2 separate regions of the Mus musculus genome follow, and region 2 is linked to region 1. Evidence: chromatin contacts called from public promoter capture Hi-C data. All regions are on one chromosome and are shown on one strand. Each heading gives the region's core, a stretch centred on a gene start, on an enhancer-like site or on the middle of the called end of the contact. The rest is flanking DNA. Distances are from core to core; before and after follow the strand shown. Region 1 holds the start of Inka2 (inka box actin regulator 2). Region 2 holds the start of Pifo (primary cilia formation).

Region 1 (7,101 bases), core at 1,995-4,494:
AGAGTGAACAGATGTCATGTTAACAGGAGTTATCCTCTTCTAAGAGGAGTCAAGTCTCTGTCTAGCTTCCTCCCCTACGTACCCAGCGTGTTTAACACAGACACCTCTGGGAAGCCTGTGCAGCACGTCCTTTCCCTGGAGAGTTGCTGTTCTGGAGTGGTATCTGAACACATTCCAACAACACATGTTTATCTCTAAGGTCAGCCTTTCCTGTTGATGCTCTGGGAGTAGGTAGGGGGGAGGGGGCTAATGGTCTCTGCAGCCACAGGAGGTGAGGAATGAGGGCAACAGGGACATGGCTCCACCCTGTGGGAGGGTGCTATTATGTTGAAGTTTCTAGAACATGTGTGACCATGTATCTCCCAGCACTATTGTCGCCAGCGGAGATGAGAAGTTGGGCACCTCCTCTTCCATAACTGAGCCAGGACCTGGTGGGTGGGGACCTTTCAGGTGGGGCCACAGGATCTGAAGCCAGAAGAAGGGTAGCATTTCCATTGTTTAGCTCAGGATGCACTCTGTTGGGACACAGCTAGCTCTGCCTCTCCCTTTAAGCTCATCTATAGGTGCCAGGACCTTCAGGCTCTGGCAGCAGGACAAAGGGGGCCACCCTCCCTCACCAAGCTGGGTGAAAATGCTGAGTGATTGACACCTTTGGACCCACCCTCAGGAAGACTACAGACCACTTATCCCCTCTTGCCTGGAGCAGATGCCCACGTGCCTTTTGCAGGGTCCATTTCAACTGTACATGCCTTTGAGAATGATGCCTGTGGCCAGTTTCAAGACCTCTGACCCCTTTAGGATTTACTGTCAATTGAGATGGTCACAGTCTCTCTCTAGGCTGAGTTTCAGAAGGTGGGAGGATGGCGGCTGAACCATCTGATTCCTCTTCAGCAAAACTGAACCATGTCCCTCCAGCCCCCGTCCTCAGGCCAGGAATATTTACCCATGTTTATTTAACCATGGCAACAGGCTTTATTCTCTATCACTTAGGCCCTTAAAAAGGGAAGAAACAGAAAGGCAGTTCATCTCCCTGCTGTTGCTTTCTGGAAGAAGTAGAGATAGAGAGAGAAGGAGAGATAGAGGTAGGAGAGATGGGGACCTATTCTCTCTTTACTCACACTAACCTCAGACTTGCAATGGCCCAGCATTATAGAAGGACTTCAGATACTTGCTGGTACTTGTGTTCCAACATCCTGGGGAGCCATACAACAATATGTGTACCCCTAATTTATCTGGAAATCTCTTGTGATCTCTGTACAGAGATTGTGGTTATCAGTTATGTCTTTCAGTCTCCATCTTCAGAGCGGATGAAATGTGTGCAGTCCTTGCTAATGCTGTTTTCTTCACCTGCACAATGGGACATGTATTCTTACGTCTTGACTATTTTGCAGGTGGTCGTCAAAAGGCAGTTTTGTAGGGCTGGAGAGATGGCTCAGTGCTTAAGAGCATTTGCTGTTCTTCCAGAAAACCAAAGTTCCATTTCTAGCACTCACAAGGAAGGAAGGAGAGTCAAAATTGCTTGTAAACAGCTGCTCCAGGGGGAGGGTGTGGGATTTGTACCTTCATTTGGCCTCCCAGGGTACCTGCACACATGTGGCACACACATACATAAAAATAAATCTTTAAAAAGGCAGAGAGGTTTGTAAGGAGTATGATATGTTAGACTCACAAGGGTTTAAATGATATGCAGGGGAAACTGAGGCCCAGGAAAGCATTTGAGTTGTTGCCCCAACCACAGTGCTACATTTTTGTCAAGAGCTCAGACTGCTTGCCTCTCCTGGCAGTTCAACCACAGCCAGTACCCTAAATTCCAAAGATGTTCATGCCCAGGTTTCAGGGATGGAGAAAACCACAGATCTGCAAATGTTTACCGAGAGCTCCTTACAACCGGCTGCTGTTCTGCAGGGTGAAGATATAACTGTGTAAAAGGGGTGGGGCTTCAGGGTGGGGAACCCACCTCTGTTTCCTAGGAGGGTCATGGTGGAGGATGCTGCTCTGACCCACTACTTTCTTGAACTGATTCAACAGCACCAACACCGTCCAGCCTAACTTTCTGACTGGCACATCACTCTGAAGAGGAGTGAGAAGATAGGCCAGGAGCATAGTCACAGTCACCAAGTTCTTCACCTACCCCCTAAATGTTTTTGAAGAAGTGATCTTGGCTGGCATCAAATGAATGTCCACAGTGTCTGCTTTCTCCCTTCGCGGCTTCTCTTGCATCCTTTTGGTTCTGTCTCACACAGACCACCAAAATCTTGCCAGGGGCAAACTTTCCCCTATTAATTTTCTTGAAACAAAGCAAAGCAAATTGTTACTAATTACTCTGGCAGGCCGAATGGTGAGGTGTTTGCTCACCGAGGGTAACTTAAGTCAGGCAAGTGGCCAGGAGGCCGGCTTTAGAAGTATCGAGTTGGACTGGCCTGCAGAAGCACCCCTTTCGCTGTGCCCCAACTCCACCCCTTACACCCCTAGGAGTTACTGCATGGGTACCAGGGAAATGCCTGTCAACTATCCTCAGAGCGTCCTCAAGTCCTCTTCTCCCCTATTCAAGAAGGCCAGCATTAGGGAGTTCTAGGAAGGGAAAGGCCTGTTTCTCCACTCCCTGCCAACTCTATTGAAACAGCTCCCAACACCCCATCTTTAAATCTTCCATTAAAATTCGCTCTCTGAAGTGACTATCCTCATATTTACTTGTTTGTCTCATAGTTCCTTCTCCTCCACGATAAAAGTTATGCAAGGCTGAGACCTTGTCTCTCTTACTCAGTATCACCAGGTCTACCTTGAACACAATAGACTGCCACACCAGCTGAGACCTAGCGGAAGCCGCTTCCTTCCGCTAGCGCTAGAGAGGAGTGGGCCCGGAGGAGATGAAATGGAGCCGTGAACTTCCAGGACCCTCTTTAGAAAGAAAAGGCTTCTGAGGGATTTAAGGGGAAGGCAAAGGAGAGCGTTTTCTTCTCTGAAAGGAGTTAAGATTCAACACTGTGACCCTCCTGCCTAGTCCTAGTCCTCAATCCTAAAACTGCGTTCTTCCTTTATAATAGACAATGAATGCACTTGACTGGGGGCTTTGCCAGTTCCATGCCCCACAGAACCCAGAACCTAATCAAGACCTCTGCGAGTCTCCCAGTAGTTGCTGCTGTCTGCAAGGCCGGTGACAGACTTTCTCGGGTCGCCAGGCCCGAGCACCCCCCCTCCCCGACCGCTCTTCCCATTGGCCGAAGATACCCCTTCTGAGTTCTCATTGGCTGCTGCACTTTTCCTCCGCCCCTATCCCGGGCATTGAGCGGCAGCAGCGGGGAACGCCGCTCTAAGTCCCCACGCTGGAGCTGAGGCTCGGCTCAGCGCGGATAAGGGCGCGGAGCGCACTGAGAACCCTACTTTCTCGTGAGCCCGAGCCCAGCAAATGGGCGAATGACAAAGGAGAGCAAGGACATGGACTGCTATCTGCGTCGCCTCAAACAGGAGCTGGTAAGATCGGAGCAGGAGCCTGGGGACAGGGAGGACTGCTCCACCCAGACCTAGGTACCTGACTTGCCCCCCCCCCCCCCCCCCGCGCTCCGTGCACCGGGCGGAAGCGGAGAGGAGAGGGGAGGAGAGGAGAGGAGAGGAGAGAGGATGCCAACTGGTAGGTAGAGGCTAGGGACGTTGCTCAGAGGTAACAAACTTTGGCAAAGATTTCTGATGAGATATGGACAAGTAACAGGGAGTCAGAGCACCCAGATAAGTTGAATGTGACAGAACAACTGAAGAGAAAGGAGGACACACCCAGAGGGGACAGGCACACGGACGGAGTAAGGCTCAAGTGTCCAGAGTCGCAGGAATGACAGGCACAGGCATCGGGCGCCAGTGGTCGGGTGCCGGGCTCCTGAAGCGCGCAGACAGGTCCCTGCCCTGTGCAGGAGGTCAGGCTGGACTGCTCGCTCGCTCGTGGGGAGCTGGCACCGCCCGGGGCCCCCAGCTCTGCTGGGCTTGGCAGAGCTGGCGCGGCTGCGGGGGCAGGCTTGGCCGGCTGTCTGCCCGGGCTTGTCTGCCAGCAGGGAGGGGGGTGGCAGCTGTAATGACGGGGGAGGAGGGGTGCCGCCTGGCAGATCGCGGAGCGGGAGTTGTGGAGGCTCGGCCAGATGTCAGGTCTGGGCTTGGGGAGTGCGCTGGGAGTGTGCGGGGCCTCGGGGTGCTGAGGGTGAGTATGCTACCCTGGAGTGGGGGGATGAATCACTGAAGAGGGATAAGTGACTGTTAAGGCTGTGTTAGGGAAGCCAGGTGAATTCTGATTTCTTTCTCTTGCCTCTCTCTCCTCTTGTCTCTCTTCTCTCTCCTCTTTCCCCTCTCCCTCCTCCTTCCCCTCCTTCCCTCCCTTTCTCCCTCCCTTCTGGTTTTCCTTTACCACCAGGATTCAGACAGATAGGTAGGTAATGTGCGTCTTTTCTCAGCTCCGCCCGTCCCTTCTCCATCTAGACTGCCTTAGCTTCTACCTCCCACTCCACCTCTCAATGTCTCCTTCATTTTTATCTCCCATGGCAGTAGGCCCTCCTGGCTCACTTAGCTCCTTCTTTCTTCTATTCAGTCAGGTCACCCAGGCAGATCTGGATTCAGAGAGTGCCCAGCTCAGGCTTCTTAAGATCCCGAGAGATAACCTTTCCAGTCCTAGCTGCAGAGATTCCACTCTGCCTGCCTGGCAATGTGTAACAGGCAGGCTTTGGTGGTAGTAGGGTGGAGAGAGGAAGCAGAAGTAGAATAGCAGGTGCTTTCATTGATGCTCCTGACCAAGACGACCTGGCCCTAGTCTTGTCCGGTCTGGTCCAAGAGACTGCCTTTTCACGTTATAGTTCACTTCCTTAGTCCTTCCCTCTGAGCCCTTTCTGTGATGACATGCAGATATGAAAGTTACTAGCGCTCCAAAACACGTCTTTGCTGCTCTTCCGAACTGTACCAGGTCCTGTACCTTATCAGTTTACATATGCATGCCATGCTAGTTTGGGATGGTGGTCTTGGACCATAAATAAAGTCCCCTGCTCACGGTCCCACTTCACGTGGCCAGTACCAGAAAGACCAAGATCATGGCTGAGGATCAAAGCCCATGCTGAGAAAAGAACAGATTCTAATAGTATCTATCCTCTTTGTGCCTGGCACCTGGGATCATGCCACCACACCAGGAGAAGCATCTATAGAGGGTCTGTGGGTGTTCCTGGCATGGGGATGGATTTTCTAAATCTTAACTGATTTGCATTTTATGGCACTCTATGTGGGAGGTGGTGGGGGAGAAGACAGTCTGCTGATGTCAAGAGAATTTTTTAAGAAAGAAAAGAAATCTGCACTGAGCTGAGCTCCCAGATTTTGATCTGCAAACCCCCACCAAGGCCTTGAGTCCCTGTGCCTGGGAGAAGGAGAGACTAAAGTCACCCACTCCCCTTCGGTTTTCATTTGGCCTTTTGTCTGAGCATCTCCAGCCTTTGACTATCTTGGAGAGGAAGCCAACTGCCTGGCCCAGGGCCCAGAATGACACTCTGATGGCAAAGTTCTTCACTCCCCACCCCGTGGTCCCCTGCTCCCTCCCCACCATCAGCTTACTGAAGAAGAGTCCCAGCAGAGCAATGGGCAGAGCTATCAGTGTTTCACCCCCTGCTGCCTCACCTCAGTATCCCAATAGCAAAGCTGACCTCTGAGCCTCACTATCCCTAATTGGAGCAAAGAGGAAAGCAAAGTGCTGTTAGCCTGGGCCCGCACCTGAGCTGCCTTCCTCCATAGACTGTAGGGATTGAATTTGTGGATCTTGGCTATGGCGTGGATAGGGACCCTTGGGCTTCTCTATACTCTCAGGCTGTAGTGGCCTAAGTATTACAAACATTACATACAGGCTTTTGTGTGCGGTTGGTTCACTCCAGACGGGATCTTCTGTGCCATCCAAAAGGACTGTCTTCTTTCTGGTTCTTGCCCAGGAATGCCTCATGCAATTCTGATTAAGGTCTGCATTTGCTTATTGTATTAAATTCCTGTCAAGAATGCCCTGTAGACCCTACGGGATGAACCTGTTGCAAAAGGCAACTTTAACAGGTTGTGAAATTGTCTTTGTCCAGGGCATCCCATGTTCCCTCTTTTACCCATTTCTTTCCTTGACACCGAAATTCAACCAAGAAGAGTTGTTCCTAAAAAACAAAACAAAACAAAACAAAACAAAACAAAACAAAACCAAACCAACATAGCCAAATGGCCAAATTTCCTGAAGCAAGAAGCATGAATTATAATAATCAATGCAGGAGAGAGGTTGAGAGTTCAGAGACCCTGGCTCAATTAACTCCCGGAGCTAGAGCACTGTTCCTCTCTCCTTGCCTGGAAGAGGAGGAGGGTCGAGTTTCAGGAATGAAGTGCAGCTGAAAGAGTGGCTGCAGCTGACACTCTTCTTAAGTGGGGGTAGGGGCAGGGGCTGCGATGGATGTCCAGCCCAGCGCTTCCCTTTCCCTCCGGCTGCCAGAGAGGGGCCTGAACACAGGCCTTGGGACCAGCTGTTCCTTAAGCACGGCATCCATTCAGGCTTCCAACAAATGTATAGACACAAATGTATAGGCACACAGGAGAAGCAGACGTAGGATGCTAGCAGACACTTCTTGTGAGCTTAGATCAATCCTGAATAAGCCAAATGCATAGAGTTTGAATGATCAGAGCTCTTGAAGTTCGGCTATGCTGGGGTGACTTCCCGGAGGAGGGAAATGTCGTAGGAGGTCATTATGAAATGTCCATCCTAGTTGAGCCCTGGGGAAGTAACCAATGGACTTCTTTCTCACAGGCTGGGAAAAACTCTTACAGGGAACATATATTCCCAGAAGGCAATTCTTCAGTCACTAGTGGCTACAAGTTTAGGGTGTCCTAGCATATGACTAAGGAATGGGGCCCAAAGGCAAAATAAGGAGAAAAGAAGGGTGTGGAGAAGTTATAATTGGAGCTTTCAAGTCTTGAGCAAAGCACCCCCCCCTTTTTTTTTAAACAAAGAAAAGCTTCTGCAAAAACATCTCATTCTCTGTGTGAAAACCCACCCCTCTCCCTCACCAGGGGGAAGAAAGAGAGTTTCTGGGTCAGTGAGTCTGGGGTCAGTAGGGACATAGG
Region 2 (7,101 bases), core at 2,682-5,181, 300 kb after region 1:
GAATTATGATGGCAAATCCATATTAGGTACATATTCTTATGTACCGTATTAAATGATTTTCCATATAACTGTTATTAAGCTTTATAACAATGCCAGAAAAATTAATTGCATTATTAAATCCATTTTAAAGATAAAAATTGATGCATAGAAAATCCCTAAAGACCATAAAGGAACCCAAGACAGAACTCTTATTTAAAGACAGGTAATACGCTCCACATTCTTGACCAGGATGCTCTCCAGTTCTGCAGTGATCTGACTCACATGTGATATGTCAGAAAGAGCAGTGAATCAGGAGTTATAAATATGAACTGCAGCTGCCCAGTCACCTAATCATTACTATTCTCAATATCTTCCTATGTTATATAGGCTATTTTTTCTTGTTTACTTTAAGGGATTATCAGAAGCAGTTATTCCCTTATCTAAGGAACAAATAAAATATGATATTTGGTTAGTCATAATTATTTATAAAATGCTAATGCAGATGTATAACTCTCCAAAAAGATCCTCACATTCACACACACACACACACACACACACACACACACACATACACACACACACACACACACACACACACACACACACACTCACTCCTTCAGGGGATCATGAACTACCTTAATTTCACTTACAGACTTCTGGTTAAGAATAAATGATATATAGTATGTAGTACTAGACAGAACAGTGTTTTAAAGGCCACTCTTATTACCTCAGCCTTTAGAGTCCTTTTCTCTAGACATGGAACCTGAGACCAGTCTGGAGATCCAAATTTCATTGGCCAAGTAACTTTTGGGACTGACTTCATCTCTGGATTGTATGTGCCAGGGCTAGAAATAAATAGAAATACAGATATCATGGTAGATGACTGAACAAAACATCTTACCAGTCTTTGGGAAAAGAGGACTAGCCTTTTGATGTCAGGCAAACATGAGCATCATTTCCCTGTTATTTTATTTCTCATTAGGTTAAAGAAAACCAGCCTCAACATCCAAATAGGGTAATGACAGACTCTAGTTTAAGAATATTTCTGTAACTCAGTGTCCTCAGCCGACAGGCCAGCAGATACCAGAAGAGTGAGTGGTCAGAGACCCACTGTGATGACAGATAAGTGCTGCCCAAGATCTGAACTTCATGAAAGACATTCAGCAACAACCTAGCCTACAATCTAGGGACAAGCAAAGCAGAACCATTTGCTTTTCTTGTCACTGAGATTAGTTTTGGGTTGCCTTTGTTTGTAATCCTCTTACAGACTCTATTGTGAGGGGATATTTCCTTCCTTCTCACTATACCCTAGCCATGATAATGTCTCTCCTTTTCGACCTCATCAAATTCTTTCTTAATTTAAAGTTTTTGTGCTTGTGGTTCTTTCTGCTCTGTCTTTACACCTTCATAGAAATGACTTAATCTATTTGTTCAGGTCTCAGATCCAATAGTACTTGCTGAATGCTTTCCTTAACAATCTCAGATAAAGTAGCCTCCAGCGTATCGCTCTACATCCTGTTCTAATGCCTCTCTCTATAGGACAGCACCAGCTCACCACATGTTCAGGTGTGAGCGTGACAGGGCTTATGCTACTGTCCTGGGGTAACTGTCACTTGGCCTACTTCACTCGTGGAAGTGTTGAAGTTTGATTAGTGAATTATATGGTTAGTATTCTTACTACTGTTGATATTTTCTCGAGTATTTATGTCTGAGTTTGTTAGTTCTAATATGTAATCTCCAGGAGATCAGGATCCCTGTTTGGTGGGTATAGTGAATGATATATGGAAGCTACAAAACCGCCGGACACATTAGCAAATATCTACTGAATTAATAACTGACTCTACAACCTAAACAGTACCAGAGACCTGGAAAGTTAGATATCAAATCTTTAAAGATTTAGCTGAGAAAGTTTGGATGTAATTCCTGCTTTATGTACTTCTTTTCCTATTTCCCTTCGAAATGCACAGTAAGCAGTAGACATACCCGGGGTAAGAATCACCCTTTGCTGCACTCCTAAATCGAGGCATCAAGATATTAAATGGAGCAAAGCTTTTTTTGTGTTTTTCACTCAAAGTATCAACTTTCTGATACATCCCTGGGTATGGTGTCACATCCTGTAATCACAAAAAGATTAGTGGATTAAATACAGATATCTTTCATAAGATATAATCTATATCTTGATAAGATATAATTTAACACAAATCACTTAAGGTAAACAAAACAGAGTCATTTTTATCCTGTTTATAAGTCATCTACATACAGGTTAGTGTGTCAAAGATGTAGAAATAGGGCCTTGTAGGCAAAAACCTAGTATGGGGCTGGGGAAGTTGTATAATGACATACAACACACAGAAATAAACTTAGTATGGGTAAGGAACCAATGTTAGTTGGTACAGTCTACCACTGGGAGAATTTTATAGTTAGTATCTCCAGTCCTTGACTGTCTATGTGGAAAACCACTAATAAGAGAGTAGGAACTTATGCAGCCCGGTTAGAGCTCAGTGAAAGCACATTTGCCTGGTGCAGTCTAGGCTCAGAACTACATCAGAAAAAGAAAGATAAGATTTCCCCCCACATAATTAGACTTGAAATCTAGCCAGACACATATACCACAAAGTAAAAAAGTTGGAATTTATCCTTTAACTGACAAGATAACGTGATGTATGTAGGTTCTCAATTTCAACTTTTGGTTATTAAAACCTTGCTTTGGATCCATTTCTTTAGTGAAGGGCTTTTCTCCCTGCTTCCCAATCATCTACCTGTGTTAATGTCTCAACATAAATTTATGTTGCCACATGATCCACCCAGAACAATCCCAGAACATTACCTTGCTGATTGGCTTAAACCTCACAGCTGTCCTGGCTCCAATAGCATAGCCTTTCGTACTGGTTGGGACTTTCGATAGATTATATGCCAAACCATTCCACTTCCAGTGGAAGGAAGAGAACGAAGGCGGGGTGGGGTGGGGGGTGGGGTGGGCGTGGGGTTGGGGTGGTGGTGGTGCGGTGGTGGGGTGGGGTGGAGAAAGAAGAAAAGCATCAGAATTAGTAACACAATCCTAGAACGGCCTTCAAAGTGGAGTGAATACAGAATGTGTAAACTTCTCTGCAAGACATGGCCTTCCCCCACCTTGTCTTGGTTCTTTTATAGTCAAAAGCATAGAGTTCAACAAATGACACAAGTGACTTTGCAAAGAGGTGTGGCTGGACAGACAAACACATGAATTTCTGTGTATCCCAATGGCTTCAGTCTTTAGAGCTGTCAACAACTGAATTTACTTTTATGGAAGAGTCAGCCTGAAGATTGTACTGACTGACAGCTCAAGAGGGCGCTGGAAGTGAAGACAGGGAAGGGATTATATGAAGACAAGCTTGCGTTTAGTGGGGGATGGAAAGTGGCGAACTATCGTAGTTTACACATAGGCTCTACAGCTTGTCTCATATTGGGACCCAGAAATTAAAGTTACACATAGAGCAGTTTTTCTCCCAGAACACCTATGCATCCTGCTGTAGACAGGAAACTGAGTCCCACCCAAGGGGAAGTGAATACTTACATCTGTTGCTGCTGCATAACACCCAGGGCCTGTGTGGGGCATTCCCCTAAGAGGGAGATACAGGTTCCCCAGCCAGGTTGGGGGATGGTAGTGAGGAAAGAGTTTCCTCGCTTGACGTGTTCCAAAGGAGTAATTATTCACCTTCCCTAAAGATCAAGAGAAGAAACTCCAGGTGAGCACGTGGGTGGAGGGAAGCATGGGGCAAGGGGACCGTGCTGCCAACTCTTACATTGTAAAGCAGGTGTAACTCCACGGAGCGGAGGAGCAACCGGTATTTCCTCCGTGTTCATCTCTCCTGCTCTTCTTACCCTTCTTCTGCTGTCTGCTCTGTAAATCTCTGCTACTCTCCTTACCTATTCTGCTGAAGCACATCCTGCAGGGTGCTAGGATTAGCTCTGTGTACTACGTTGCCAAGGGAACGGAACCGCGGAGAGCTCTGAGCGCGCCTGCGCAGCAGGTTGCTCAGGACACAGGTCAAGTTACATCTAAGCTTTGAGGCTCTTAACTCTAGAGGGTGGCACCAGCTAGGCACCAGGTGGAAGGGCTACATGGGTGAGTGTGTGGAAAACTTCTTTGGAAAAGTCCACGAAGAATACACTGCTGTAAAGGTAGGTCTATGGGGCTCAGATCACCCTAGGTCTGGACTCCGGGGACCAGAAAAGGAGAAAACTCTGTGCTGACAAGTGAGGAAGATTGTGCCTCTGAACGATGCCTGGAGCAGAGGACTGTGGGGCAGGTGGGTGTTGAGATTGCGCTGACAGCAAGGACCCCATCAGGTCCATTTTAGATCCGTTTTTCTTTTTCCTCAAGTCTGAGATCGTGTGTGTGTGTGTGTGTGTGTGTGTGTGTGTGTGTGTGTGTGTGTGTGTAGGGGTGCAGGGGTAGGAGAGCGCAGGAACGTGTGGGTAGGAGGCTTTCAAAAGCTAATGGCTCTCAGTGGAACACTAAGAGTGCATTTGCATTGTTGAAGAGCTTAATAATTTAACATTTTTGTAAGTCTCAGTATCCTCATAATTCTACTGACAGGTTTGCTGAGTGTTTTAAGGCTGTGGAAGCAAAACCACACAGTGTGTACTTCCTAGCAGTTGTCAACGTAAAAGGTTTTCATCACATAGATAACAGCCAACTAACCTTTGAGCTTTTTCATACTACTGAGAGAAAGAACATCAGAATGTTTGTTATTAAACTTTGTCCTGTGCAGAAACAAGAACTTTTCTCCCCTGTGTTTTAGGGTAGCTTTACGACTTGTCCAGGTATAGGAGGTAACAAGACACACTGTCTGGCCCATGCTGCTGTGTGTCTTCCTTCCTCCCTCCCTCCCTCCCTCCCTCCCTCCCTCCCTCCCTCCCTTCCTCCCTCCCCCCCCCTCTCTCCTTCCTTCCTTAGATTATTTTTTAGATTTTTTTATTAGATATTTTCTTTATTTACATCTAACCCTTTACTAGTTTTCCCTCTGAAAATCCCCTATCCCTTCCCTCCTCCCCTGCTCCCCAATCTACTCACTCCCATTCCTGGCCCTGGCATTCCCCTATACTGGGGTATAGAACCTTCACAGGACCAAAGGCCTCTCCTCCTATTGATGGCCAACTGGTCCATTCTCTGCTACATATGCAGCTAGAGCCACGAGTCCCACCATGTGTTTTCTTTGGTTGGTGGTTTAGTCCCTGGGAGCTCTGGGGGTACTGGTTGGTTCATATTGTTGTTCCTCCTATGGGACTGCAAACCCCTTCAGCTCCTTGGGTCCTTGATCTAGCTCCTTCATTGGGGACCCTGTGCTCCTTGAGCATGACTGTGAGCATCCGCTAAGATTTTTTTTATTAGATATTTTCTTTATTTGCATTTCAAATGTTACCCCCTTTCCTGGTTTCTCCTCCAAAACCCCCCTATCCCCTCCCCTCTCCCCCTGCTCCCCAACCCAGCCACACCTGCTTCCTGGCCCTGGCATTCCCCTACACTGGGGCATAGAGCCTTCACAGGACCAAGGGAGGACCATCTCTTCCCATGATGACCGACTAGGCCATCCTCTGCTATGTACACAGCTGGAGCCCTGAGTCCCACCATGTGTACTCTTTGGTTGGTGGTTTAGTCCCAGAGAACTCTGGGTGTACTGGTTGGTTCATATTGTTGTTCTTCCCATGGGGCTGCTAATCCCTTCAGCTCCTTAGGTCCTTTCTTTAGCTCTTTTGTGGGGACCCTGTGCTCAAAGCAATGGATGGCTGTGAGCATCCATCTCTGTATTTGTCAGGCACTGGCAGAGCCTTTCAGGAGACAGCTATAACAGGCTTCTGTCAGCAAGCACTTGTTGACATCCACAACAGCGTCTGGGTTTGGTGACTGTATATGTGATTTATCCCCAGGTGTGGCAGTCTCTGGATGGTCATTCCTTCAGTTTGCTCCACTCTTTGCCTCTGTAACTTCTTCCATGGGTATTTTGTTCCCTCTTTAAGAAGGATAAAAGTATCCACACTTCGGTCTTCCTTCTTCTTGAGTTTCATGTGGTTTGTTGTTGGGAGCCGCCCCCACATTCGCCGTCACAAGATGGCGCTGACATCCTGTGTTCTAAGTGGTAAACAAATAATCTGCGCATGAGCCAAGGGTATTTTATGACTACTTGTACTCTACCTTTCCCGTGAACGTCAGCTCGGCCATGGGCTGCAGCCAATCGGGGAGTGATGCGTCCTAGGAAATATAACTCTCCTAAAGAGGGAAGGGTTTTCGGTTTTCATTATTGAAGGGGCTTTCGTTTTTGGGGCTGGGCGCTGGGCGCTTGCCCTCCTGGCTCCCAAAGATGTAAGCAATAAAGTTTTGCCGCAGAAGATTCTGGTTTGTTGCGTCTTTCCTGGCCGGTCGTGAGAACGCGTCTAATAACAGTTTGTGAATTGTATCTTGGGTATTCTGAACTTCAGGGCTATTATCAGTGAGTGAGTACCATGTGTGTTCTTTTGTGACTGGGTTACCTCAGTCAGGATGATATCCTCGAGATTCATCTATTTGCCTAAGAATTTAATAAATTCATTGTTTTTAATAGCTGAGCAGTACTCCATTGTGTAAATGTACCACACTATCTGTATCCATTCCTCCGTTGAGGGACATCTGGGTTCTTTCCAGCTTCTTGCTATTATAAATAAGGCTGTAATAAACATAGTGGAGCATGTGTCCTTATTACACGTTGGAACATCTTCTGGGTATATACCCAGGTGTGGTATTGCGGGATCTTCTGGTAGAACTATGTCCAATTTTCCTGAGGAACCGCCAAAATGATTTCCAGAGTGGTAGTACCAGGCAGGTAGATAAGTACCGTACAGTTTTTATCACAATTGCTCTGTAGTACAGCTTGAGGTCAGGGTTGGTGATTCCACCAGAAGTTCTTATATTGTTGAGAATAGTTTTTGCTATCTTTGGTTTTTTGTTATTCCAGATGAATTTGAAAATTGCCTTTTCTAACTCTGCAAAGAATTGAGTTGGAGTATTGATGAGGATTGCATTTGAGTATGTAAATTGCTTTTGTCAAGATAGCCATTTTTACTATATTAATCCTCAGATTAAGGATTGGTTTGTGATTTAGGATA

The links. Capture Hi-C pulls out chosen DNA fragments and counts their contacts.
Region 2: a contact with region 1 is called in a promoter capture Hi-C map of liver, with 3 times the contacts expected there. The contact joins the promoter of Pifo here to the promoter of Inka2 in region 1. A contact is called at or near these places in 1 of 39 promoter capture datasets (pre-B cells) and 1 of 9 other capture datasets (liver).

Annotation. Positions count from the first base shown.
Region 1 is chr3:105,701,355-105,708,455 of GRCm38.p6, forward strand. Inka2 (inka box actin regulator 2) reads left to right here and starts at 3,245. Exons shown (of 2, transcript NM_175398.4): 1 at 3,245-3,471. The coding sequence starts at 3,415.
Region 2 is chr3:105,997,566-106,004,666 of GRCm38.p6, forward strand. Pifo (primary cilia formation) reads right to left here and starts at 3,932. Exons shown (of 6, transcript NM_029604.3): 1 at 3,762-3,932; 2 at 3,533-3,678; 3 at 2,807-2,905; 4 at 1,963-2,093; 5 at 707-824. The coding sequence starts at 3,822.